Regions from separate parts of the Mus musculus genome. Here regions 2, 3, 4, 5, 6 and 7 are each linked to region 1. A link is a contact called in public Micro-C and promoter capture Hi-C data. All regions are on one chromosome and are shown on one strand. The core of a region is the stretch at or near the end of the contact, and the rest is flanking DNA. Distances in the headings are between cores, read along the strand shown. Region 1 holds the start of Sp2 (Sp2 transcription factor). Region 2 holds the start of Zfp652os (zinc finger protein 652, opposite strand). Region 3 holds the start of Fam117a (family with sequence similarity 117, member A). Region 4 holds the start of Spop (speckle-type BTB/POZ protein). Region 5 holds the start of Pgap3 (post-GPI attachment to proteins 3). Region 6 holds the start of Nr1d1 (nuclear receptor subfamily 1, group D, member 1). Region 7 holds the start of Csf3 (colony stimulating factor 3 (granulocyte)).

Evidence for each region. Promoter capture Hi-C pulls out the DNA fragments that hold promoters and counts their contacts. A called contact is a pair of places that touch in the nucleus more often than the background predicts.
Region 2: a promoter capture Hi-C map of pre-B cells shows a contact between it and region 1, with 5 times the contacts expected there. The contact joins the promoter of Zfp652os here to the promoter of Sp2 in region 1. A contact is called at or near these places in 3 of 39 promoter capture datasets (hippocampal neurons, liver and pre-B cells) and 2 of 115 datasets of contacts at active chromatin or transcription factors (extraembryonic endoderm stem cells and stem cell-derived neural progenitor cells).
Region 3: a contact with region 1 is called in a promoter capture Hi-C map of liver, with 4 times the contacts expected there. The contact joins the promoter of Fam117a here to the promoter of Sp2 in region 1. A contact is called at or near these places in 4 of 39 promoter capture datasets (hippocampal neurons, liver and pre-B cells), 1 of 115 datasets of contacts at active chromatin or transcription factors (astrocytes) and 1 of 9 other capture datasets (liver).
Region 4: a promoter capture Hi-C map of liver shows a contact between it and region 1, with 3 times the contacts expected there. The contact joins the promoter of Spop here to the promoter of Sp2 in region 1. A contact is called at or near these places in 3 of 39 promoter capture datasets (hippocampal neurons, liver and pre-B cells) and 1 of 115 datasets of contacts at active chromatin or transcription factors (astrocytes).
Region 5: a promoter capture Hi-C map of liver shows a contact between it and region 1, with 3 times the contacts expected there. The contact joins the promoter of Pgap3 here to the promoter of Sp2 in region 1. A contact is called at or near these places in 2 of 39 promoter capture datasets (liver and pre-B cells).
Region 6: a Micro-C map of embryonic stem cells shows a contact between it and region 1, with 6 times the contacts expected there. The contact joins the promoter of Nr1d1 here to the promoter of Sp2 in region 1. A contact is called at or near these places in 1 of 484 Hi-C or Micro-C datasets (embryonic stem cells) and 1 of 115 datasets of contacts at active chromatin or transcription factors (embryonic stem cells).
Region 7: a promoter capture Hi-C map of liver shows a contact between it and region 1, with 4 times the contacts expected there. The contact joins the promoter of Csf3 here to the promoter of Sp2 in region 1. A contact is called at or near these places in 2 of 39 promoter capture datasets (liver and pre-B cells).

What each region holds. Positions count from the first base shown.
Region 1 is chr11:96,976,281-96,978,980 of GRCm38.p6, forward strand. It overlaps Sp2 (Sp2 transcription factor), which reads right to left and starts at 1,408. Exons shown (of 7, transcript NM_001080964.2): 1 at 1,341-1,408. The coding sequence starts at 1,347.
Region 2 is chr11:95,711,327-95,714,026 of GRCm38.p6, forward strand. It overlaps Zfp652os (zinc finger protein 652, opposite strand), which reads right to left and starts at 1,428. Exons shown (of 2, transcript NR_045780.1): 1 at 1,302-1,428.
Region 3 is chr11:95,335,420-95,338,380 of GRCm38.p6, forward strand. It overlaps Fam117a (family with sequence similarity 117, member A), which reads left to right and starts at 1,599. Exons shown (of 8, transcript NM_172543.4): 1 at 1,599-1,842. The coding sequence starts at 1,647.
Region 4 is chr11:95,412,778-95,415,718 of GRCm38.p6, forward strand. Spop (speckle-type BTB/POZ protein) reads left to right here and starts at 1,306. Exons shown (of 10, transcript NM_001359107.1): 1 at 1,306-1,627.
Region 5 is chr11:98,398,974-98,401,837 of GRCm38.p6, forward strand. Pgap3 (post-GPI attachment to proteins 3) reads right to left here and starts at 1,517. Exons shown (of 8, transcript NM_001033537.2): 1 at 1,242-1,517; 2 at 1-9. The coding sequence starts at 1,422.
Region 6 is chr11:98,773,967-98,776,727 of GRCm38.p6, forward strand. Nr1d1 (nuclear receptor subfamily 1, group D, member 1) reads right to left here and starts at 1,411. Exons shown (of 8, transcript NM_145434.4): 1 at 752-1,411. The coding sequence starts at 782. It overlaps Gm31862 (a long non-coding RNA gene), which reads left to right and starts at 1,445. Exons shown (of 4, transcript XR_880204.3): 1 at 1,445-1,848; 2 at 2,673-2,761.
Region 7 is chr11:98,699,835-98,702,668 of GRCm38.p6, forward strand. Csf3 (colony stimulating factor 3 (granulocyte)) reads left to right here and starts at 1,479. Exons shown (of 5, transcript NM_009971.1): 1 at 1,479-1,585; 2 at 1,670-1,842; 3 at 2,192-2,299; 4 at 2,546-2,692. The coding sequence starts at 1,546. It overlaps Gm38985 (a long non-coding RNA gene), which reads right to left and starts at 1,676. Exons shown (of 3, transcript XR_001780319.2): 1 at 1,603-1,676; 2 at 579-1,264.

The DNA.
Region 1 (2,700 bases), core at 158-2,657:
AAGACAGCTCAGCCGTAGAGGTGCTTGTCCAACATTTGTGGATTCAACCTTCATCACCACAGGGGGGTGGGGGGGGGGTGTCTCAACTCAGGGTTTTGTCCTCTGTAATGCCAAGGGCCTTCTAGGGCACAGCATGGAACAGCTGTAGCCTGTTCCTGCCAGTACACACTGAAAAGTTAATCGCCTTTCTACAATGAAATCTGTATAAAGGGGACCCTTGGGCCAATTCCTGGCTCACAGACCACTGGCTATGGTCTGCCTCTCTCCTCGTTGACAGGCCTCTACAGGCCCAAACTTTTATTTTGATATGTAATAATCCTGTAACCTCCTAAAAATGGGGAAAGTTCAGGAGAAAAAACCAAACAGAGTCCCCCTGGATCATGTTAGTTATGAAACGATTAAACATGACAGGCTATTAGAATCAAAACCAAGGAATGTAGAGAGGACAGGTTTCTCAGTCGCCCAGCGCAAAAGACAGTTCCTTTTCTACTAAAACTAGAATAAGGCACTGGGAAAGAAACCTAAGAAGGAAGGGAAGATTCTGAGCACCCTTAAGCCAGCAACGCGGATGAAGAAAAGCATCTATTTTATTTCTTAGGTCATCTGTTACGAGCGATAGCGCCTACGCTTTTTTGGAATTCCAGTGCATTTTTGCCCAACCCCCCCACCCCCCGCAAGGGGCATCGGGCCATAGCCTGGGAGCTCTGTCCACAAGTTCTCCAAACTTCTAAAATTCCAAGAGCTTGCAGATACTAGCCGCAGGCTCAAGGATCCAGGTATAAACATTAAAAGTCGGTTTTTCGTTCAGCAGTCATCTGCCTAGGGCGTTCCCTCCAATCCTGCCACCCTCTGGGACTGCGGTGGCCCGGCCAGCAGGCTGCAGTTCAGACCAGCAGGGCCCATCTGACTGGCACCACCTGGGTCCCAAGCCTGGGCTGCCCACAGGACGAGCCCGAGGGGGCGTCGGCCGCCTGCGTGGAGCAAACTCGGGCGCAGGCTGAAGGCCCGGCGCGACCCAAGCTGAGGGGGCGAAGGGGGTTATCAGGCTCGCCCTGCTGCCCCCGCCGCCTGCCAGCCCCGGAAGCGCCGCCCTCCCGCCCGGGGCTCCGAGGGGCGGGGAGTCTAACGCCCCCTTCCGGGTGCCTCCGCCCGGCCGGCCAGCCGCGCTCCTCCTCCGGGCGGGAATCCTTCCTCCCCCGCCCCTCCCGTAGCCGGGCCCCGGCGCCAGTCCCAGTCCCAGGGGGGCACCCCCGGTTCCGGCCTCCCCTCCCCGAGGCCTCTGTCCGTCTTCCCGACCCTTGAGGGCCGGGAAGACGCCGCCGGCAGACGCCAGGACCCACCGCTCATTACGACATCTTCCTCCCTGGCCTCCGCCGCCTCCGCCGCCACCGAGAGCCTGACACCGCCCGCCTAGCACCCGCCAATCCCGGAGCCCGCCACCGCCCGAGCGACGGCAGCTTTTACCAATGAACGCTTGGTACATTGGGGACCGACAGCATTTTCAACCAATCATTGGGAAGCATCTAGAGTGACGTTGGTCTGGCCAATAGAACTGTGAAGTGTCATTGATAGACGGTAGGAGTCGCCAACCGGAAATCAACGGGGGAATGAACGACGTATCCTTTAGCCAACTGGCGGGAGGCAAAGTCCCGCCTGCTAGGAGGTTGATGGACAGCAACAGGAAGCTGGGTGAGGAGGGGCTTAGCCGAGAAGTGTTTTTGTATTGGTCGTAATTGACCTTCCACCCACCTCTAACCCAGCAGATAAGTGATAGATCTGCCCTAAAGCCAATCAGAAGTGCTACTGTGAAATGCCCCGTAAAGAGCTTATACATCTCTCAATACAGTCTGGCATGGTGAGTCTCAAGTGTAGCTGTCGGATACGCGGTGCCCGGCCCCCAGTGAGCGCATCGCCTTCACCTCAGGCCCTCGCCCGCCATCCATCGCCTCTCGAGAGTCGACGACCTGGCAGGAGTTGGGTTACCTGGCACTTCCTAGAGGGAATTGTCATTATGTCATCTCAAGCCCCTGTTAATCTTCACCAATGTTTCGCAGAGCTTCCCTGATCCTCTCAGCTTCAGACAGGCGTGTTTGAGCCTTTATCAAAAGCAGATCCCTAGGGTCGTCCCTAGTTACATTTGCTATTTCCCGGGGGGCGGGGTGTGTGTGCCTAGAATCTGCATTTTAGCCTGCGCCTCAGGTGGGCAGAATTGCACGCTGGCATCCTAGCGACCCTGCTTGGTCTCTGCTTCATCTCCTCCTGTATGAGGGGCCGTGCTTGACAGGCACCACAGGTAGGTTTAGCTTTCTCTTCCAGGCCCTCTGCGAACGACTAACTTAGGCAAGCTGTACGTAGCACTCAGAGGGAATTCACGCTGGCTTGAGACCTGCGTGGGTAGGAAACCCCACACCCCATCTGCAGTGGACCCTTAGACTCTTGTTGAAGCCAGAGCACTCACACATCCACCTCATAGTACCACCCTTCCTGGTTGGTTTTGTTTTGTTGTTTTAACCCACAGTGAGAAAAAAATGTTTTACATCCAGTAAATTAACTTATAAGAACATGTAACAAAGCTTCCCAAATCAACATTTGAGAGACATTGATCGCAGGTAGATGAGACACATACATCCCTGCTGGGGTCTTATTTGCTGAGGATCAAGTCCCCAACACTAAGCATGAACTGTATAAACACTAAGCATG
Region 2 (2,700 bases), core at 178-2,677, 1.3 Mb before region 1:
TGGAGTCTAAGTACAATAAAACCCAAACACCTGTTTTTGGAAGGGGCCAAAGACAGAGTCAGCTCTTTATAAAGCTTCAAGCTCCTAACTTTGTCCCAGACTCAGGTCATTTTATTCCCTCGAAGGTTTGGGTGAGTGGGTTATGGCCGGCTGTTCTGGGAGAAAAAGTTAGCTGCATCTATATGGAAATTGTTTCTATGATGTGGGGGTCAGCTTTTGTGGAAGAACATTAATATCCTATGTTCTTAATGTTAGAAGAAGAGGGCTGGAGAGATGGCTCAGAAGTTAAAAGCTCTTCTTACTCTTACAGCGGACCTGGGTTCAATTCCTAGCCGCCCCCCCCCCCCCCGTCCTACAAGCCACTCATAACCCCAGTTCCAGGGGAATCCATCAAATGTCACAGGTGCACATGCACACATCCAGGTAAAACATTCATACACACAATGTAAAAGAAAGAAAGAAAGAAAGAAAGAAAGAAAGAAAAAATGTAGTAGAGCCCAACAATAAAAACCAACAATGTTAGGAGCTCCATTCAAGCTGTAGAGACCTTCAGAAGTTTGGTTTCTGGTGGGGAAGGGTTATCCTGATCTTAGGGATGTCATCTTGGGTCTTTTTCATGGAGACTTCACTTGCCAAGTCATTTCCTCTCCCTGTACACTAAGCACTTTCAATTACAGACACTCTCTTTTGGCTCTGAGCTTGGATAAATGCTACCTTGTTAGCTAATAGTACCATTAATTATATTAATGATTAATAGCTAATTAGTCATAATGTGGTCATGCTTCTTCCAATGGAGCCTTCCTTTCTTGCAACAGTTCTGGGACTCTAGCGCACGCGCGCACACACACAGACCACACAGACACACGCACGCACGCACACACTTCCCTATTTCTGGCCACAGGATGAGCCCAGCAGTCCATCCTGTTTGCTTACCATACTGGCGGTCTCTAAATCCCCCTAGTTGTAATCAACTATCCCATTTGTCTGGTGGATGGCTACTTCTTACAAGTGTCGCCCCTTCTATTTCTGTCACTCACTGACTGCTCTCTACTAACAAGGTGGCCAGCAATTAGGGTTTTTTTCTTTTTGAACCGTATTCCATAAGTCAAAGATATCTACTTCCAAATCTCACTCTGACCCACTTTTCCACTTTCTCCCCCCTTTGCACTTTTACGTTTTCTTATTTCTTAGGATCTCAAACCCCCTGCCCACAGATACTTCGTCTTCTGCCTTCAGGCTTCCTTTTGAAAACCACGCCCCCACCCCCTTAAGCGTCGCGCATGCGCAGCCCACGACTTTACCTGGGCGCTCGGGAGTGGGCGGAGTGGGCAAGGGCCGGGGGTGGAGCAGGCAGCCGGCGGTTATCTGCTCGGCTGAGCGCTCACATTGTGGCAGGAGGGAGAAAAGGTGCGCCCAGGCCGAGCCGAGGGCCGCGCATGCGCGCCGACCCCCATAGCCGGGGATGGGGTGTGTAGGGGGGGGAGGTGTCGGGATCCCGACCGCGCGGGGGGGAGGGGGGGGCGCGTGCAGGGGCGTGCGCGCGCGCGCGCTCCCGCCGGCCTCCCTGCCCCCTTCGCGCACGACATCCCTACAGCACACCCCCTCCCCCGCCGCCCGCCCCGCGCGCCGCCCGCTCCGCGGCCCCGCTCGGCCTCGCGCGCTCGGAAGGGAGTCGCGAGACGTCGGAGCGGCGGCCACGTAGCGCTGCGGCGGCGGCGGCGGCGGCGGCCGAGGCCGGGTCTGAGGATCGGCCCAGAGCGCAGACGTTGGGCAGGGGGAGGGGCCGGCACGGCGGGCGGTGGGGACTGGAGCGACGCGGCGCGGCGCGGCGACAGGCCCCCGCCGCGGGGATGGGCCGCCGAAGCGGCGGTGGTGGCGGTGGCGGCGGCGGCGGCGGCCCGGGTGAGTAGGAGCCCCTTCCCCGCGCTCTCGCCTCCCGCCGCGGCGGCGCCCTGGCAGCCGCGTTTCCTCTGCGCCCGGCCGGGCTGGCGGAGCCGGAGGAGCCTGCGCCGAGGCAGCTGCGTGCGCTAGGCCGGAGCAGCCCCCATCCGGCGGGCAGGCCCCGGGCGCTGCGCGTCTGCCGCTCTCAGCTTGGCCCGGGGTGCCGGCTCCGTACCCCCGCCCCCTCTCCCCAGCTTAGCTGCAGTTTTGCAGCGAGTGGGTTCGCCTCGAGGCCTGACGGGGTGGCCGGGGTGCACGGGTTAGTAGGCTGAGGAGAGCATTCTCTTGCCCTGCAGCTGGTGGCTTGCACCCACTACCTCCCCCGCCGTGCGGTTGCGCCCAAACCTCCAGCCCTCGAGAGTATTGTGGCACCAGGAGATAACACGCATGTGATGTACACTCGCCACCCGCAGCACCACACTCAGCCCAGTGGGCGATGCAGACCTTTCTCCACCCTCACTTCGTCCACCCCTCCAATCAGGCTTTACTAAAGAGTCCCAGGTCGGAGACACCAAAGAGAGGGATACCCCTGTTACATCTCTATGAAACATGTTCGTTGTCGAGGGATGACTATTGTAGAAATGATAGATGTCTCTGCTTTGCCTCGAAGTCAGTCTTTAGGATTTAAGATCCTGTATGCTCCTCTTTGAAGCGGGCCGGTCTTTGATTACATCTAGCTCATCCCTCCCCCAACAACAACATCAGGAACACGCGCGAGCACACACACACACACACACACACACACACACACATATATGC
Region 3 (2,961 bases), core at 349-2,848, 1.6 Mb before region 1:
GCTGAGCTAGCCTGAGAATGGCTGAGTTTTAATTCCAACCACCAGGTCTTATTCATCCCTATCAGGCATTTAGTAAGACTGTCGTCCTCATGGAAAAAAAAGAGTACTATTTTCTTCCATCACAAACAATCTATATGTCAGAGCTTGAAGCAAATCGTTCAAACATGAAAGTAGTGTCTTTGCAGAGAAAAATCTTTTCACAGTATGTTCCTTTGCCTCCATGTTCTGTGTTCTGGTCTGATTTTAATATTCAGCCAACTGTTGCATTCCCACTCTGAGCGTTATCTGCTTTCAGTATTGGATCCCAAGGTACTCTCGCAGCACGCACACCCAGTTTACTCCCTTTCCTCTGATTAGTAAGTGTGGCTTCAAGGGAATACCTTTAAAAAAAATACTAAACTCGGTAGAGACTGAAATAGAAAGACAAATCGGTAGCAAGGTCAAAATTAGAATTCATAACTAAATATAAATCTAGAGGGAATTATCCAATTACTTGGATGGTCCCTTCTCACAGACAGTCCAGCGTTAATTGGCTCTGTTTCTTTTCCATATATAGAACAAAGTAGCAAGAGTAATGGATTTTTTTTTTTTGAGATGCATTGTTTTAATAGTATCTTAAATACTGCTTTTTCTTTTTTCCGAAAATGTGTTCACATATACATAGCATATAATTTTCACAGCTTGCCAGTATTCTCTTTGGGGACCATCTGGTCTTTGACTTGTAGGTCAGAGAGCAACTGAGCTGGAAAGACAAAGATTTCCTAGTGGAGTCACTATCAAACTTGATCAGATTTATCATTTACTTTGTTTTGCTAGGTACACTTACAATGGATGGTTCTGAAGGGAAATTCCCAGCTCCCTTTTAAAGGCTCAAGTTAATTTACAGACTAACAGCTGTTTTTATTGAGATTGGACCAGCTTCAGGAAGGGACTTGGAAACGTAGAAGACAAATGAGTGTCATGTGAGGCGAGGTAGCCATTAAATGTACGAATTTAATGCAAAGCTCATGCAAATGATAGGCAAACCTTCTATAAATTTATCGAATCTCAGTTTGGAGTTTGTCAGCTGCAGTGAAATCTCATGAGAATTGAAAACTAATGTTTTTTAGTTAAACTAAATGTAATGGCTTTTGAAGTTAGGCATTCTCAGTCCCATTGAAACTGCTTAGAGTTTGACACTACCACCTTTAAAGATTTCAGTAGTGTTTGATTCCAGTCCACATCCAGCCCCGCCCCCTGCACAGCCTGACATCACATGGCATATATTTGCATACTACCTGGGACTGGGTGTGACGATCCTCCCCTTTGAACCTTCTCATTGGCAGTGCTGAAGAACCAGCCCTCTACTGGAAGGTCCAATCGGCAGCCTTAAGGACATTAAAAAAAAAAAAAAAAAAGAAAAGAAGAAAATCAGGAGGGTGGGGGTCTTGACTTGATGGCTGAGCACATGGACCAATCATCCTCGGAAACAGAAGAGCCCCGCCATGGATTGGTTGAGGGGGAGGTCCTGGGACTCTGTAGGCCAATTAGAACTCTGGGCCGAGGGGGCCGGTCCGCGCCCGTAGGGCAGATAAGTAGCGGCCGCGGGGGTTGGGGGCAGTGTGGGGCTCGCCGTGGGGGTGAGGCGGCAGGTAGCCGGGTGGGCCATGTCCGGGGCCGCAGCGGGCGGCCGAGGCGGAGGTTCCTGGGGGCCGGGGCGCGGAGGGGCGGGGGGTCTCCGGCGGGGCTGCTCTCCACCGGCGCCCGCTGGCTCCCCCCGGGTCGGTCTGCAGCCACTCAGGGCTACGGTCCCCTTCCAGCTGCAGCAGCCTCACCAGCGCCGGGACGGGGGTGGCCGCGCAGGTGAGCCGGGTCCGGAGCGGGTGCTGGGGCGACGGGCTGGAGAGTACTAGAAGTAGATGGGAGGTGAGAGAAGAGAAAAAGGGGCGCTCAGAGTTCGCGAGGGCGGAGGGAGCGAAGGCGAGCAGCTGCGAACCTGCGGTGCAACTCCGGGACGGGGTGCCGGGTGCATGGGCCGGGGACCAGAGGGGAGGGACCTGGCAGATGGAAGCTAGCTTTGGGGGGGCGTAACCGAAAAGTGGTCCGAAGTGTCCGCCCGGGCGGTGTGAGAAGTGCTAGAGTGCGTGCAAGGAGTGTTGTGGGCGTCCGGAGTCGAGGGCTTCACTGGGAGCCAGAACCGGTGGGCGCTGGACGCCTGCTCAGTGAGGGGGAGGGGCATGGAAGAGAGCCGGGTGGAGCCATGTGTTACTTCTCCTGCTTGAGTTTGGCCCCAGCGTCTCTCTCTATGGCTCTCGAGTTCCTTTCTTCACCACTTCACGTGCGCTTTCACATTATGCTTCTTCCAGGAGATGATTTGAACTCAGCCCGTTGGAATAAGTTAGTTTAACGGCTTTTACTTCGGTGCAAACATACCTCTGTTACCGATTTTCTACATTCCTCTCGGGGTAGCCCCGAAGTTGAATGTTCCCATATCTCTGACTTGCTTAACATGGCTGTCTCTTTCCAGTTATTCTGTGCGTGTGTGCTTATGTACAGGAGTTGGGCAGTTTGCATCCTACTTCTTGCCTCCTCCGAAGGTGTTTTGCCCTGAGCATTCCCAGCCAACGTGGCAGTGGAGTGCTTACAATCAAGTATGCTGTGTTAAATACCCCACTTTCTGAACAGCGCCGAAGCAGTTTCTTAATAGCAGCTTGATGTGGTGGGTGTGGGGAAACTAGGGTGGAGCAAATTTAACCTTGCTTTCACACTTAAGGCTGTGATGGGACCCACAATTGCAGGCCCTTTGGAACGGAAAGGGAACCTACTTGCATGAGGAGGTTGGCAGTAAGTTAAAAGTGAAGTTTGCGTTTGATTCACACCAGATGTGAAAGGATCATTGCACACTTCCTAAGTCTAAGTTTGTACCAAATGTACAGAAGCTATGGTCCCTGCCATCCTACTGTGACAGTCCCTACACCAGTC
Region 4 (2,941 bases), core at 56-2,555, 1.6 Mb before region 1:
CTGGGTGCCAAGGAGCATGTGGCAAGAGATAGGAGCAGAGTCTCCTGGAGACTGTCCCAAGGCCTGGAAAGCAGTAGGGTGCCAGGAAGCAGCTCTCAATTAGGCTGCAACCCTGTTACCTCATGACCCACAGGGTCACTGGGTTGATCTCTCAGAGCTAGGTGTGTGCTTGATATGTGTATGCAAGAGGCAGTCTGCTTTTGCTTTTGAGAGCTTGATTCAGTAATAAAATATTTTCTTTTAAGTTTAAGGTAATCGAAGAATGTAACACAAAGATGACTGTTTTCTTCCAGGGCCAAGATGCTCTGAGACAATTCTACCCAACTCCAGAATCACTTTTGGTCCATGGGAGCTAAGACATGAGACAGACTGGGGACCCGGATGGCTTAGCCAAGGAATTGTCACAGAATCAGCTTCCTCTCCATTGGGTCTCTCTCTCTCTCTCTCTCTCTCTCTCTCTCTCTCTCTCTCTCTCTCACACACACACACACACACACACACACCCCTTCTGCCTTTCCCAGAAAGAACAGCTCTTTGGTTATTGTTGTCAAATGCTAATTTATTTAGTTTTCAAGACGCGGTATCACCTTGTAATTCTAGCTGACTGTGAACTCAGTAAGTAGACCAAGCTGGCCTTAAATTCACAGAGCTTCTCCTGCCTCTGCCTCCCGAGTTCTGGGGTTAAAGGTGTGCCTCACAGTACTCTAGCAAAGTACCTTATAAATGTTAGCATTTGCAGGCTAGGCTTATTGGACATGGATCTCTATGAATTTAAGGCCAGCCTGTCAACAAAGAGAGTGCTAGGTCAACCAATCCTATAGAGCAAGACCCTATTTCAAAAAATAAAACAAACTAAAACACATGTTAAAAGTTCTTTAAAAAGTATTTTAGCTGAGAGTTGCCTAAAAAAGAAAGTAAGAGCTAAGTCATCGGTAATCCACAAACTGCACAACTAGGTTTCAGTTGCGAAATGCCTGTTGCTGCTCCACCCACCCGGTCCCTGGATCTCAGCTTCCTTCCTCCATTCTGGCCTCGCACCTCAGCGCGAACTTCTGCGCGCTGCACGCGACCCCCTCCGAGTTCCCGCCTCTTTCCACTCTGGCTCCGCCTTCCGCCCAAATTCCCGGGCCCTGGCACCACCTCGCGACGCTTGCGCACTAGGGAAGGTAGGCGGAGTCTTAAAAGAGGAGGAGCTGGAGAGTCTTGAGCGGGACGGGGTGGGGCGGGGCAGGACGGGGCGGGGCGAGGCGGGGTGGGGCGGGGCGGGAAGCTGGGGGGAGGAGGCCGCGCGGGGTGGGGCCCGGCGGGTACGCGCTCGCTGCGTCGACGTGCTGACGACAGGACGCCCAGGCCGGTGTGTGTCGGTGTGTATGTGTGTGTGTGTGTGTGTGTATGTGTGTGTGTGTGTGTGTGTGTGGTGTGTGTGTGTGTGGTGTGTGTGTGTGTGTGGTGTGTGTGTGTGTATGTGTGTATGTGTGTGTGTGTATGTGTGTGTATGTGTTTGTATGTGTGTGCGCGCTCCAAGAGTGTATTTGTGTATCGGCGGTCCCGCAGGTCCCGGATGTTGCGGGCAGTATGAGGCGAGCGCAGGGGGACAGGGACCAGCAGCTGTCGCCGCCGTTCTCAGGTGAGTGTGTGTATGTGTGTGTCAAGAGTCGAAGAAGGGGTTGGCCTGTTGGGGTGCGGGGTTTTTCCTTGAGAAGTGACTAAACCCTCCCCCACAACACACACTTTTCCTAATGTACTATTCTCTGCCCCATTTCCTATGTTGGTTTCCTGGCCCGAGGAAGCCAGAGCCTAGTCAGCCGTCCGTTCTTCCTACCTCAAGCATTCTGGAAACACAAACGCGCCCCCTGCCTCCTGCCTCCCTCACCATCATATCCCCAACCCCATCCCCCTTGCCAAATAGTGAGCTGTCGCCTGCGGCGAGATGGGGAACTGCGCATGCTCGAATGTGAAGGAGCTCCGGGTGCCTGGTCGCTGCTTCAGGACGCATGCGCATTGCTGTTTTGCAGGGACCTGCGGGATAAAGAGCCCCTTGACCACGAGCCCGCCTTCTTCGCTAGACTTGCCACCCAATAGTGAGCTTGTCGCTCCGATCCGAGAGGGAGAATTTAAATTATGCGAGGGATTTAAGGACAAAGCACTATTTGCATCTGGTGTTGCCCTAGAGACTCCCAGGCTACCAACGCCTCCTAGAGCCAACGTGTCCCACGCTGACCCTTCTTTTTGAAACTTAACTGCTACTTCTACTTCTAGTATTACTTCCCTTTCCACCACTCCCGTCGTCATGCTGAAACCTTACTACAAACTTCCCCTAAGTTTAGGAGTAAGTCCAACTCGTTATTCTGGCAGGGGATTTTGATAGTCTTGTTAAAAAGGATTTGTTAAAAGGTCCATTAAAAAAGAAACTAAGGTGGGAATTTCTCTTTAGTAAAATTCTGAGTTGCCTTTACAGAGTAGCTAAGGAAGGGATAAGTGCCACACACAGACTTGAGGTAACAACAAAACAGAAATCAAGCTGTCAATCAGTAGCTTCATTTCAGCCCTTTTACTTAGTGGGACCTTTTTGGTTCATTGTGTGTGTGTGTGTAAGTTCTTCCATAGCGTTTCAGTTTAGTTATACATTTAGTTGTACAGTTTAGTTGTACATTCTGTGACAATATGGAAACAGGGGTAATCAGAAACAATTGAACAACTTGTCCAGAAGTATTAGTTTCAAATAATTTGAGCACTAATTCTTTCATATTGGCAAGTTCCAAAAAATTAAAATGAGGAACTTTACAAAAATATTCCAGTGACTTAGGTCCCAGAGTTTTAGCTGACAGACTGCAGTTGGTTCTTTAGTTTGGTGCTGTGCCATCCCTCTTAGAAACTTTGTCTTAGCTCTACCATGTAGGGAAAAAGATGTTTTATTTGTTTTTGATATAGTCAAGTTGTT
Region 5 (2,864 bases), core at 267-2,766, 1.4 Mb after region 1:
AGGTCCAGCCTGAAACAGACAAACAGGACTACAGCTGTGTGAGGACTTAGGGAGGCATAAGCCTCCAGGCACGAATGGAGACCAAGAGGACCTGAAGGCTGGACAGAATCAGCGGAAATCTCAGAATCTTACTTCCCAGTTGGACAGAGAAGAGAGGGTGGGTGTGCGCTCGAGCACGCACGCACACACACACACACACACACACACACACACACACACACAGCGGGGGGGGGGGGAGAATATATTATATCAGTGGGAGCAAAGAGAATAGTTTCTTCTCCCTTGATCTAAGCTCTTAGGATCTGGCAGGCCCCTCTTGGAGACCTAGGTTCATACTTGTCCATCCTGAACCCAGGGAGGGATCTTTGGTGCCCTCCTATGTCCTGTGAAAATCGAGCTCAGACCTTTCATCAGACTCCTCAGGTTCCCCGGTACCTTTGTTTCCTTATTGCCCCTAATCTTCCTGCTCCCTGATCTCTGGGTAAACCAAGATGCTTCATGTACCCAAATCCTCCTAGGACCTCCAAGCTCTCTGTTGCCTCTGTCTGGAATGGAAACCGGATAATAATGTGGAGGAGCTGTTGGTCAAACAGGTCAGATCTGGGAATTCTGCTCTGCCACTTTACAGACGGTGTGACCTTGGGCAAGGTACTTAGTCTCTCTGAGTGTTCTCATCTTTAAAGCGGATTAGGGAAAGTATCTGACGGGGTTGTGGTGAAAGCCAGCTGACCTGCTGTGACACCCGTCCAACGTGGGTGCTCAATATGTTGGTTGACATCAATTCCATCCTGTTTAAATTGTTCTGTGGTTGAACACCCTGCCTCCACCCACTGAAGCTGACTCCGTCCCTTTCACTTCCAAATGCGTATAGTGCTTAACCTATGGGCCCATTAGGTCTCAAACTATTCTGTCTTGGAGAAGGCTAATGTTCACCTGCCTGGGGATTATAAGCCCAGAAGGGCAGGCTCCTGGTCTGCTTCCTGGGTTACTTCAGGTCTTCTTTGTATTTAAAAAGTAGTGGTTTGAATAAATAACATGAAACCTCTGGAAAGGTGGGGTAGGCTGATGCAATAGCCCCCCCCCCACCTTCCCACCCCTCCACACACACTCAGGAGGCTCCTGACATTAACACTCTTGAGAGAACGCTGAGGGAAACTGAGGTTCTAAGTTGCAGAACAGCAGGGCACAGTAGGCGGAGCCAAGACGAACAGGCGGGGCTTTCACGGGTGGGCGGGGCTTACCAGCTAGGCTCATGTAGATTGGCTGGCGGGAGCGGAAGTGCTTCAGTGCGTCTCCCGAACAGTTCCGTTCCTCGCATCGGAGCACGCAGTCGCGGTACACGGGCTCGCGGTCGCCCTGGGAACCCCCCGCGAGTCCCACTGCCAAGGTTAGCAGCAGCAGCGGCGCCGTCCGCTTGGCCATTCTGTCACTGTGCCCGGCCGCTGAGGGAGGAGCTTGGGAGAAGACGAAGTCCCACTTCCGTAACAACCGGAAGTACCTGTGTTCATCGTTGCATCCTCCGCTGACGCCCGCCCACTTTAAATAAAAGTTCCCGGATTTCAGTGGGCGGGTACCCCACCTCTATACTGCTGTCTCCTCTTTTCATATACAGCACCTAAGGAGAAGGGGCGATTTGCGCCCAGGAGCAAATTAAGTGTACTTTCTCCCTTCTATTTTACACGGTCTTTGTTTCAAGCAGACGCCTTTCTGTCACCCACTCTCTTAGATTCCAGTTTCCAAATGTTCTGGGTACCCCACTTATCCCCATTTCTTATGTCAGCATCTTGATTAAAGACGCTGCCATTAAAAGAGCTGAAGAACTTCTTAACAGGTGTCTTTGTCTCTACTTTGGTCCCCTCCAGTAGGCATTTCTCTCCTATTTAGCTTTGTGTTACTGTGATAAAGACCAACTTGGGGTTTGCTTTATGTCACCCCATCACAAGCCATCATGGAGGGAAGCCAGGGCAGGAACCTGGAGGTAAGAGCGGAAACAGAGGCCTCGAAGGAGTGCTGCCTACTGGCTTAGTCACTTAACAACACCCAGGACCACTTGCCCAGGGTTGGCACCTCCCACAGTGGTATGGACCCTCCCATGTCAATTATTAATCAAGAGAGTGTCCTCTGTAGACTTGCTGACAGGCCAGTCTGAAGGAAGCATTTATTTTCTTAATTGAGGTACCCTTTTCCCAGATGACCCTAGCCAGTGTCAAGCAGACACAAACACAAAAACGAACAACAACAAAACCCAAAACTAACCACGGCTCCACTTTCTAAAATTCAAGGTTGACCAATCTCTTTCTTACAATTCCTTACTAACTCCTCAACTCAGCCTGGCCTGGCCTGCTGGTCTTCACTCTGTTGCTCCAGATGCACTTTAAAGGTCCATGTCTCCAGAGTCTCTTGTCCTTGTGTGCTTTGGCCCTCTTGCTCCTGCTTGTTTTCCTGTTACCAATTAAAGGCTGTGTTTTAAGGATGATTGTTAGCACTGGATGGATACTATGTAGTGGCTTGTCTTTCCCCGATGGGATGGAGTCCTTTCTTGTCCTGCTCACCTCTGGCACTAAAGTAGAACTTTGCTTTCCATGGGAGACACTTTGAGATCCTTCTTCCTTCCTTCCTTCCTTCCTTCCTTCCTTCCTTCCTTCCTTCCTTCCTCCCTCCCTCCCTCCCTCCCTCTCTCTCTCTCTCTCTCTCTCTCTCTCTCTCTCTCTTTCTTTCCTTCTTTAAGTAAATGAACAACTTAAAACTGTCTGGGTGGGCTAGCCACCTGTGAGTGAAGGCTCTTCACTGAACTCGATTCCCAGAACTCAATAAAGGTGGGAAAAGAGAATCCTCTCCACAGAGTTGTCCTCTGACATCAAGTG
Region 6 (2,761 bases), core at 161-2,660, 1.8 Mb after region 1:
CTCCCGGGCGTCCTGGGTCGTAGGCTGGCCCTAAAACCAAGCTGGGCCGGGACAACTGAGGGGAGGAGAGAAGGCGACAAGCGTTGCTCCGGCAACTTGAGGGGCGGAGCTCATTATGTAACGAGGCCGGGAGGCAATGACCAATGAGATGGCGGCCACGGCTTCTACTGAATGAAAACAAATGCAGCACGTGGGCCCGGCTCTGCAGCCATGTGAGCCCTCCCCAGGCTAAGTCGCTGTGGGTGCCCTGCCTGGAGATGAGTCCCAAGCACCCGACTCCTCAAATGAAGCTCCCCACTGCCGCTGAGGATTCCCCTGTGAACTCTGACCCAGTCACGCAAACCCACCAGCCCGGATCGCCCCACTTCCCAAGACTACCTGGAAGTAGGCTAGAACTGTAGAAAAGGGAAAAGAGACAGGCATACTATAGCTGCAAGGAGTGGGCAAATGGGGACGTGTCCAGAGACTGCTTCAAAATGCTGAGTCTCCCTAAACTCTTCCACTCGCCACTGGTATCCACCCTCCATTTCATCCGTTCTCGGACTGAGGGGAACTCAGGGGGTGCTAGTGATGCGTTTTAGGCACATTCCCAGCCGTAATAACCCTCTTTAGAAATCTTACCTAGTGGCTTTCATCTTAGCACAGTAACAAACACCAGCCAGAGGGAATCCCCAATCCCTTACAAAGTTCCTCTCATAAGCCTTGGATGGAAATGGAGACAGTGACAGAGCAAAGATAAGAATCTCAGTACCTGTGTTGTTATTGGAGTCCAGGGTCGTCATGTCTTCACCAGCTGAAAGCGGTCATTCAAACTGGACCTTGACACAAACTGGAGGTTGTGATGGCCTCTCTCGCCCCCTGGGCAATGGCTGAGGGAGACGAGTGAGCCCCGCAGTTCGCAATCAGGATTCCAGGCACTGAGCAGTAAGGTCTTGGGGTGGCTATACTGCAGCCCTCCAGAAGGGTAGGACGCTGAGGCACCTGAGATCTGATTTGCATGGGAAGAGCAGAGAGTGTGTGTGTGAAGAATCAGCCTGCAGCAGTTCTGGCTATAAGGTAGCAAGGAGAGTCGGGTCTCTGCAGTGCACCGGATGCCACTCCTGAAGGCTCCGCAGTGAAGCAGGGTAATGAATCTGGAGCTCCGGGTGCAAAAGTCCCAAAGGAAGAGAAGCTGCAACCAGGAAGTAAGTAGGTGATGGAGAAATGAGGCACCAGGACGCAAAGAGAGACGTGTGCCCTGCTACGTTTCCTCAGCAGTAATATTTCACTCTGCCAATCTCAACCGCCTTTTGCCCGAGCCTTTCCCTGGGACAGAGGGCTCTGCGCAGGCGCCAGCAGCCCAGGGTTCCCGGGCCGCACGCGGCACTGGAGCAGGTACCATGTGATTCCAGGGAGCGCCTCGTGCCCCAGTGACACACTTTTCCAGCAGCCGGCACGTTGAGATCTGTGCGCCTGCGCACCGCCAGGATTGTTGGGATTTGTAGTCTACTGACAATGTAGGTGGAGTGTGCCTATTCCTTTTCTGCTTTGCAAAAGTGCTTGCTGGCAGCGGGGAGGAGCTGAAAGTGGACTGGGGTGGGGTTTTCTGAAGAGTCAGGGTGGCGTGTTTGGAAAGCCTTGTATGGCAAGGGCATGTGAATTCCTGGGGAGGGCCTGGCAAGCTTTACTGCTCCGTGGAAGATCAAAGCTAAAAGGCCCTTTCTGCAAACCTAGCAAACGTGAGAGCTTCACGTGATTGGAGAACTGACCTCACCCTGAGGTTAGTGGTGACTAGGGGGAGAAAGACAAGCTGGGAGGAGAGATTTCCCTTAAATCAAGAACTTAAGCATCTTTTGCTATGGTGACAAGGTGGGCGACAAGCAGTGTAAATAAAACCCCTTTCTCTTCTTCACCCTAACCCCAGCCCCCACGGGTAGGACTGGCATAGCACGGGGATATCCCTAGGGACTCCCTGTTTGCTTATATGACACCACACTGCCCACTCAAGTGACTTTGGGGTGAGTCATTTCCCTTTGTCTGGGAAATAAAAAGGAGAACAAAGGGAAAGTGCTCTGAGGTCCTCATAGAGAGAGGGGGGTCTGCTCTCTGCAGGGCTTCATGATAGCAGAAGAAGCCCACAGTTTAGGGAGAACATGAGGATCATTTAACTCCCACCCCTCAACTCCCCGAATTGGCAGGGTGTAGTGGCTCGTGCCTGCAATCACCGTCCTTGAGAGGCTGAGGTAGGAGGACTGTCGTGAATTTGAAGCTGACTTGAGCTGCAAAGCAAGCTCCTACTAAGCGAGGAGGGAGTGAGGATCTTCCCTCCTCTTACTGAAGAAGAAAAGGGACCGCCATCTCAGGGACTGGCTCAAGGTCAGGCATTCACTGCTTATTTCTTGTGACCGTCCCGTCCCTGAGATGGCGGATAAATGAGCACATGAAGCACTTAGCATCTCTCTCAGAGCAGCAGTCATCTCAGGAGTGAGAAACACAGAGGCCTGGGGGAAGGGGTCTGTTCTCTGGGGCTTGGGTTGTAAAGAGAGATGGACACGTATCTTCAAGCAGTCGAGTAAGCCCCAGCCACCCTGCTCCTATCTCCAAGTCCTCTGTAATCTCTACACTTGGGGATGGAGGGGGGGTGCTTTTTTTTTTTTTTTTTTAACCTTAAGTCTTTCTCTACTTGCACTTAGGAAGCTCCAGAGAGTTCTGGGAATCCTGGGAAGCAAGCTACCTTGGAGTCAGAGAAAAGCATACGGGGAAACTGAGCCAGGAGGACCAC
Region 7 (2,834 bases), core at 229-2,728, 1.7 Mb after region 1:
GGCATGGTGGCGCACGCCTTTAATCCCAGCACTCAGGAGGCAGAGGCAGGCAGATTTCTGAGTTCGAGGCCAGCCTGATCTACTGAGTGAGTTCCAGGATAGCCAGGGCTATCGAGACAGAGAAAACCTGTCTTGAAAAACAAAAACAAACAAATAAACAAACAGAATGGGAATCCCTTGGCCTGTCCTCTCAAGCAGAGGCTATGTAGTTAATGTCCATGACATCTGTGGCCACCAGAGGGCACCCTAGCCCCAGAGTTGGCCCCACCCCATCAGGTATGCCTCAACATCAAAAAATGTCTATATTCCTTGGCCCCACCTTGGTGGGGGTGAAATAGTTCAGAAAGTACCAGATCGAGATGCCATCAGTCAGACAAGGAATGCCGTCCTCCTTTTTAGGTAGTAATACCCTGTTGGGACTGAGAGCGACTGGGATGTCCCTCCATCCCTACTACCCATGATTGGGCAAGGCATTTCCCTTTCTGGCCCAGTTCACAGAGGTGAAATCACCAAGGTCTCTTTCAGAGCTAACACTGGGCAGAGTTCTAGGATGGGAGATGCAGCTCCTCCTTTCTCACCTCAGCATGCATCGACTCAAGCCAGCTCACACCACTGCTACATAATGAGCAGAGATCGTCGGGACACTCCATGACCCAGCCTCCGACGCCCTCCAGATGCCCCAGACTCCACGACATCGAGGTAATGTGCCAAGGGAAGCAGAAAGGCAAGGTCAGGTGAGCCAGGAGCCCCAGAGGGTCTTGATTCATTCAAGACAGACATCCGGTTTCCTCTGGCCTCTCTGCCAGGATCCAGGGGCTTAAAGAAATGAGTCATAATGGGGGGTATTGGGGAGTTCCCAGCTAATCAGCCTGGGACAGAACGGCCTGAATGCTGGACCAATTTATTTTTATCCAAATGTGGGGCAGGCGTAGACAGCAAGACCCTACCTAGGGTGCTGTGGAGGGCTCCCAGAAAAGCAGGAGGCAGCCACCAGGAAGCTTATGGGTCTGAAAAGAGGACAGGTTCTTTCTTCTCTCGGGATGTTTGTCCCAGGTATAGGTGACTTGAGAATCACAAATGAAGGGCAGAGGGGGCTCCCCAAGCACGTCTGCCAGAGGATGGAGAGACAGAAGCAGTCTTGATCTGAGCACCCATTCTTCCCCAGGGTCTGAGTTCCTTGCTATCCCCTCCAGGGTTTCACCAGCCTTGTTGGACAACTCGGATCCAGATCCAACACCCTGCAGCGATTCAGGCCTGGGTGTGGCTGGAAGAGAGGAAGAGAGTTTGAGGGGGGGACAAGACGTCAAGGAAGGAACAGAGATTCCCCGATTTCACAAAAACTTTCGCAAACAGCTTTTCCCCAACCCCCTGCATTGTCCTGAGCTATCATCAAATTTGCATAAATCCTGGGAAGTTATTACTAAGCCTGAGTTGCCCCAGCCCCAGGTAATTTCCTCCCGGGGCCTTGATGGCTTTATGTATAAAGGCCCCCTGGAGCTGGGCCCTGGCAGAGCCCAGAGCTGCAGCCCAGATCACCCAGAATCCATGGCTCAACTTTCTGCCCAGAGGCGCATGAAGCTAATGGGTGAGTGCCCTGGTTACCTGCCCTGGGTGTGGAATGGAGAGAGGCCGGATAACAAGTGCCTCAGACCCGTCTGTTTGCTCCTAGCCCTGCAGCTGCTGCTGTGGCAAAGTGCACTATGGTCAGGACGAGAGGCCGTTCCCCTGGTCACTGTCAGCGCTCTGCCACCATCCCTGCCTCTGCCCCGAAGCTTCCTGCTTAAGTCCCTGGAGCAAGTGAGGAAGATCCAGGCCAGCGGCTCGGTGCTGCTGGAGCAGTTGGTGAGTGGGGTTGCCATAGGTGTGGAGGGAAGGACTTGGGGGGGGTAGCGGGGGAGGCAGGAGCACAAATGAGAAGAGGGCAGACTAGGAACACACAGCAGTTGACAGTGTTTGCCCAGTGTGCACAAGAGCCTAGATGGCACCCTCAGAATACTGACAGAAACATTGAGGAAGGGAACATGGGGGGAGAAGGGCACAGGAAAGAGAATGAGTAGAGACAGCAGTGGGACCTCTGGATGGGACAGTCCTTAGGGTCACTAGGAAGGTAGGGAGCTGAGAAGCCAGGAGGACCTGAGCTGGACAAAGAGCCTGGCCCAGGTGAGCACCCTCAGTATCCTTCCATCTACAGTGTGCCACCTACAAGCTGTGTCACCCCGAGGAGCTGGTGTTGCTGGGCCACTCTCTGGGGATCCCGAAGGCTTCCCTGAGTGGCTGCTCTAGCCAGGCCCTGCAGCAGGTGAGTATTTTCGGAAAAAGGAGGACCAGGAGGAGAAGGGGGAGGAGGGGGAGGAGGAGAAAGAGGGAGAGGAGGGGGAGAAGGGGGAGGAGGAGGGGGAGGAGGAAGAAGAGGGGGAGGAGGGGGAGGAGAAGGAGGGGAAGAAGGAGGAGGAGGGGGAGAAGGAAGGACTACATCCTACTATTTGGGCTCCTGAAGAGAGCAAGCATCCCAAGATGTACTGCCTAACCCTGCTATCTTCCCCAGACACAGTGCCTAAGCCAGCTCCACAGTGGGCTCTGCCTCTACCAAGGTCTCCTGCAGGCTCTATCGGGTATTTCCCCTGCCCTGGCCCCCACCTTGGACTTGCTTCAGCTGGATGTTGCCAACTTTGCCACCACCATCTGGCAGCAGGTGAGTACCATCTGGAGGGGGTCATGGCAGCACACCTGGGCACCCTGGAAGCTCTCTATATTTTCAGAGGCCTGTTTTTTGGGAAGACACCCCTCGCCCCCTACCCCGCTTCCTCCAGGCTGAGAGACAGACAGACTCTGTC